Regions from separate parts of the Zea mays genome. Here region 1 is linked to region 2. Evidence: chromatin contacts called from public Hi-C data. All regions are on one chromosome and are shown on one strand. The core of a region is the stretch at or near the end of the contact, and the rest is flanking DNA. Distances in the headings are between cores, read along the strand shown. Region 1 holds the start of LOC100278408. Region 2 holds the start of LOC100193234 (Transcription repressor MYB6).

Evidence for each region. Hi-C and Micro-C count contacts between places; a contact is called where the count stands out from the background.
Region 1: a contact with region 2 is called in a Hi-C map of leaf, with 6 times the contacts expected there. The contact joins the promoter of LOC100278408 here to the promoter of LOC100193234 in region 2. A contact is called at or near these places in 4 of 25 Hi-C or Micro-C datasets (ear, leaf, root tip and 1 more).

What each region holds. Positions count from the first base shown.
Region 1 is chr3:178,403,132-178,406,202 of Zm-B73-REFERENCE-NAM-5.0, forward strand. It overlaps LOC100278408, which reads left to right and starts at 1,752. Exons shown (of 13, transcript NM_001374044.1): 1 at 1,752-1,940; 2 at 2,062-2,588. The coding sequence starts at 2,256.
Region 2 is chr3:178,217,131-178,219,959 of Zm-B73-REFERENCE-NAM-5.0, forward strand. LOC100193234 (Transcription repressor MYB6) reads right to left here and starts at 1,290. Exons shown (of 2, transcript NM_001138384.1): 1 at 978-1,290; 2 at 215-843. The coding sequence starts at 1,240. The coding sequence ends at 318.

The DNA of each region.
Region 1 (3,071 bases), core at 502-3,001, 190 kb after region 2:
ATAGATTAGCACCCCTGCTCGATCTCCTGGCCACATGATCTAGCTCCACACACTAACTGGAGTGTTGTTCCCTAGTGCTGCTGCAAGTCCATGCGTGGTGGTTTAGGTTTGCTTGCACCAACACTCCAACCTAGCTGTTGCTGCTACTACTACTCACATGCATGTGTTCATATGGTTTAATCATGATAAATGGAGAAAACAATGCTTTGGTTCACTGCACTGGATTAATCTTCAACAACTCATGCAAGTGGCGGTTCTGCATACTACTACGGTACTACCTTAGTTTTCGAGAATATTTGTCGTCCGCTAATTTATATTTAAACTAAAACATGATAAATAAAAAAGAACATAGTAAGTATATATGATAAAAGTTTTGCAAAATTGCATGTCACGCGATGCTTGCACATATTTCTTACACTATCACATGAGGTTATGAGCTAGTATATTTTCGGTGTACTATTAACCTAAGTGCTAGTCAAAGAAATCTATTATATTGGACAATTCAAGTCATCGCTGCACATGACATGCTAACAAGGAAACACCAGCAAGTAAGGTAGTGTTTGGTTGAAGAGCCAAGTAGAACGGAACCGTTCTGTTCAAGTTTTGTTGTTGTTTGGTTACAAAGTAATTAGAATAGAATGGCTCCAATTAGAGAATATTCTCCTCAGATCCAGAACCATTCCGCTCCAAAAAATCAATGGGACGGAGCCGCTCCGTTCCAATCCCGCTCTCACAGTCACGCTCCGTTCCGTTCACTCTGCAACCAAACAAAAAACAGAACCGCTCCGTTCCAGATTACCAAACACAGAACAGAGCGGCTCTGTTCCTAAAATCAGGGATGAAACGACTCCGTTCTATTTGGCTCCTCAACCAAACACTACCTAAGTGTTAAAATAACGTAGACGCAAATCAACACGACTAGCTAATAGCTTCTCGCTGTTTGCTCAAGCTCGTTTTTTTTAACTCCCGCCTCTCCGTTTAATTAAACAATCCACGAAAAAGGAAATATTTGCGAGTTTATTTGCATCCAAAGCAAACATGTTATACGTTGTGAAAATTAGGGGTATTGGGTTTTTAGTAACTATTTTTTTAGCTCTTGCATCCTATTTTATTTTAGTTTCTAAATTATCAAATACATAAATTAAAATATTTTTTTAGTTTCCGTATTTTGCAATTTAAAAACTAAACCAAAATAAACTAGAGAAACTACAAATTATTGCCTAGAAACTAAACACCCATTTATGATTGATGCAATTGCTATCGATAAACCTCTAAGGACATGTATAGTAGAGAGACACCAAAACGGCTCTTCAAACACAAGAGGTAACTAAGATACTCTATTATACAATGGAGTGTCTATAAATGTAGCCTATTAATAAATATAAAAGTAAATGCGTTTGTATAACATCGAATCGATTGAACAGACAACAAATTCGTACAGTGGAAGTAAGACATCTGTTACTATTTAAGCTACAATTCAGAGATATCTCTTCACAAAAAAGATGGCTCCATTTTTTTTACAAATACAATTTTAGACAGCTCAAAAGATTATACATTAAACACCACTGTACCTAATAACTGCGTAGACACGGACGGCAACACGGCCGCCGCGAAACCGCGTTAATTTATGAGCGCCCGCTGATGTGCCTGTTCCTGTGCCTGTGCGTGCGCCTCCTGCGTGTGGCAATAGCAGCGGGCAGCGGCAGTTGGTCACCGTGGTCGTGGAGTCTGCAGTGGGCTGGACCCTCCCTGCCGCAGTTCCGCTGTTGGACCCTCCTTGCCCGGCTACTGCTGTACCCTCCAACAAGGCAAAAAGAAGAACGAAGCTCACCCACCCTGCCCATCGGCCTCATCACTTCCCTCAAATCCACCGATCCCCTTCCAGAGGTTAGGGCCTCTGCGCCCGATTTCGTCCCGCCTCGCCGATCCACCCGCCGCAGGTGCGTTCCCTTGCGCCAATTTCTGGTGAAAATGCGTTCGTGTGGAGAAAATCTCTTTACTTTTTGCGCGGAAATTCCGCGCCTCTCTTCTGACTTGGCGCTGTTCTCATGGCTTCTGCAGGTGAGCGGCTTCGCCGGTTGGAGTGTAGTACTGCGGTCGCGACCTTCGTTCCGAGCTGGTTCATTTTCGCTTGGATAGGTTTGGTACGGATGGGAGCCGGCGGCGCGGGGATCAGGAATGTTTCGGTGCGTGGGAGGTGAGAGCCGCCGGTGGGCACTGAGGGCCTAGGGTTTGGTTGAAGAGGGAGCAACGAAATGGGGGGCTTTTGCTCCAAGGGGTCGGCGGTGGACAAGTCACCCAGCGACACTACGCTCGGCCCCGGCCGGGAGGTTGACCGCCATGACCGTCTAGTGGTGAAGGAGGAGAAGAAAGCTGTGGTGGGGGAGGCTGCTGCCAAGAGGATGCAAGAAGAGCAACATCAACAGCAGCAGCAGCAGCAGCAGCCAGCAGCGCCACCACTGCCTGTATCGGTGTCGCAAACGGCAGTGCCTGGAGCTACCGCGGATAACACTGCAGCACCATGGGATGGGGTGCCACCACTGGCACGGTTGCCATCTCAGAAGTCGGGGATGGGTGTGGCGAATAAGGCAAGTTTTCAGTACTTACTTTAATGCATTATTGCTGAATCAATCATTTCTTGCCTCGTCTGTTAAAAAACTGAATTGTTTTTTATATCAGTGTAATTTGTTCGTGCTGATAATGTTGCTTAGGGATTAGTGCACTTTTCTCATGGGAATTTTGAGCTTTCTTTTTCTGTAGCATTAGCCTTTTCATGACATTTTGACATCTTGAACTAGAGGATGATCTACCAACATCTTTGCGTGAATTTTAATAAGTTTTCCTTGAGTGCTTGGCAGCAAGGAATTTGTTATTCTCTGCTATAATGAATGTGTATGTTGCTTTGGATTTATGGTCACACAAGAAAGGACCAAGAACTAACCAATTGAACCCAACTGAATAAAATCTTGAGTGCTTACGATGATGAGGAAAGACGGGCAATTAATTCATACTTAATAGGAGTATTTAATTGCGTCTGCCAGGATTCGAACTCGAGAATCGAGATATTTGAC
Region 2 (2,829 bases), core at 40-2,539:
ATGGCGGATGCTCGCACTAGTAGTATCTCACATGGATGACATGGCACAAATGTCAAGCCAAGCCAAGCCAGGCCCCGCTCGATTCGGATGCGCAACCAAACACGATGCACTCAACGGATGAACCGTACAACGAACTCAAAAAACGGAAAGGGGAATCGCATCAGTTCTGAAGATAGAAAGGGGAACTCATCATCCACATCACAACCATCTCCGTCCATTAGAAACTCTCCATTTTTTTTCCCTGGCTGTTTTTACAGGTTTGCGAGGGTAGGGTTGCCTCTGCCTGCCTACAGTGATTTAACGACGCCTACCTTTACCTATATGTACTGGCCCTCCTCCAGCGGCCGGAGAAACCGGAAGCCCGCCAGCGACGACGCGGTCTCGCAGCTGCAGGCCTCGCCGCCGCGGACACCGAGGTGGTAGCACAGGCAGATGGTCGTCCGCCGCCGCTGCTGCGACGCGGGCGTGGCCGCCGGCGTCTTGGGCGGCGGGCCCACGGACAGGTCCAGGTCCAGGTTGAGGTCGGGGCAGCGCGGCGCGTCCGTGCTCGCGCCGCTGCTGCTGTGGCCGTCCTCCGACGGCGCCGGGCGCGCGAAGATCGCATTGGGCGGGACGACGACGGCGGGCGGGGGCGTGGGCGTGGGCCTGGACGCCGGCGCGGGGGACGGGAAGCCGGCGGTGCTGGACGTGGTGGTGAGCGCGCTGCCCGCGCCGCCGCTGAGCGGGCGGTGCGTCTGCGGGTCGATGCCGCGGCTGAGCAGCTTGCGCTTGATGTGCGTGTTCCAGTAGTTCTTGATCTCGTTGTCCGTCCGGCCGGGCAGCTGCCCCGCGATGAGCGACCACCTGCGCGACGGAGCCATGGATATTAGCCAATAGCCACACCCCCCATCCAATTCCATGCGTGCTAGGAAAAGGATCCCAGCTGGGCGGTGAATGGTACAGTACAGGTGGCGGAACGGAACGGCGCGGCGCCTTACTTGTTGCCGAGCAGGGCGTGGAGCTTGATGATGAGCTCGTCGTCGTCGCCGGTGAAGTTGCCGCGCTTGAGGTCCGGGCGGAGGTAGTTCATCCAGCGGAGCCTGCAGCTCTTGCCGCAGCGGAGGAGTCCCGCGGCCTTGGGCAGCGAGCGCCAGCTCCCCTCGCCGTGCGCCCTGATGTAGGCGATCAGGCGCTGGTCCTCCTCCTTGGTCCAGGCGCCCTTGTTCGTGTGTGCCTTCTCGCAGCACGGAGACCTCCCCATGGCTGCCTGCCTGCCTGCCCGCTGCTCCCTCGTGTGCTTGCTTGCGCGCGCCTCCCCCTGAGTTTGCGTGGAAGCTCCTCCTGAGCTCTGGTTTGGTTTGGTTTGGTTGCTATTATAACAGGGGGAAGCGGAAAGAGATAAGCCAGGGCAGAAGGGTGGGGACAGACAGGGGGGTGCAGTGCAAGTGCAACGGAGGGCATACATATGGGAGCCGGGCAGCAGGCCGGGGCGCAGTGCGTGTAGACGCTACTGTGATGAAGCGTGGATTTTATTCTAAATTTTCGCTTCATTTCTCACACCCATTGACTGGACCGACCGACGACCCTACAGGAGGCGTTCCATTTGATCGCGCTGGCCCGTGCGCGAGTCACGTCGCACGCCTTGCTCTCTTGATCCGCCGACCCCGTCCGTGCGCGTGCGCCTTTCTTCGGTGTATTTTCTGGCGGATGGGTCATTCATGGGACAGCAGTGAGTGTTTCTTTCGAAGCACAAAAAAAAAAAAAACACGCCAAGTTTAGCCATTGCCAAAGTCAGGGTTCGCTCTATATTTCAGCCAACTTTTTAGATACGTGCTGCGTTCCTAAGTCATACCGTCCTAAGTACGAGTACTGTGTATTAGGCCAGCCGAGCCAAATCCGTCCACCACCCTCGGTGGAGCGGGTTGTTACTTGTTAGCTACGCGCAACTCCCCCTTTGTTACAATTGTACCAGCATAGCTTCTCTTTCCGTACTTTACCTCTCCCGCTAGCGGAGACATTTTTTTTCTCCTGGTGGTTAGCTAACCCCAGCAGAGCAGCGGGAAAGCCATAAACAAGGGCGGGCGGGCCAGTTCATGATTAGAGAGAAGGATGGGAGGGAATCAGTTTGGTAGTACTCGTTTCCGAATTCTGGTGGAGCAACCGCCACCGATTGGCTAGCTACCCCAATGAGATGCGCTCCTAGCGTTTCGGCGTGTGTGGCTAGCCCCCTCCTCCTTGTTTAATTCCCATCCCTCTCTGCCTCTCCGTGGTGGACCGGAGCGGACGGAGCCAACAATAATTTACTACTAGTCCTGAATCCTGATTAGGTAGTTCGCGCGCCCAGTTAGCTTGCGGAGTTTGGTAGCGTTGGTGGGCTCGGATGGCGTAAACTAGGGGGCCACCGGGCCAGGGGCAGGCAGCGTGCACCTCCGGGTCAAACCAAACACGCCCGGGTTGCCCCTTTCCGTTGGGAACTACTCGGGTGGACGGTTGGGCCAGGCCGCACGGCCGCCGGATCCGCCGTCCGTCCGATCGCCGGCACAGCAGGGTACGCGGTGGACTGGATTACCGTAGCCATGGATTATGGTATGGCCAGGCCTGACTGCCTAATTACCCGTGACCCGAGTTATTTTCAGATGTCAGCGTTACGAGAGAGCGAGTGGACAGGTCGTCAGTGACGCCACTGTGACCGCGGACAGGTTGAAAAAAGTGGAGCGCCAAACGGGTCGACATTCGAAGAGGATAGGCTACACGGCGTTTCCAGAGGTGTTCGATGCTTGAACCTCTCCATGTGCGTTTCACGGCCCAACGCCCATTGGCCGCCGCGTGAGATGCACCAGCGCTGACGGC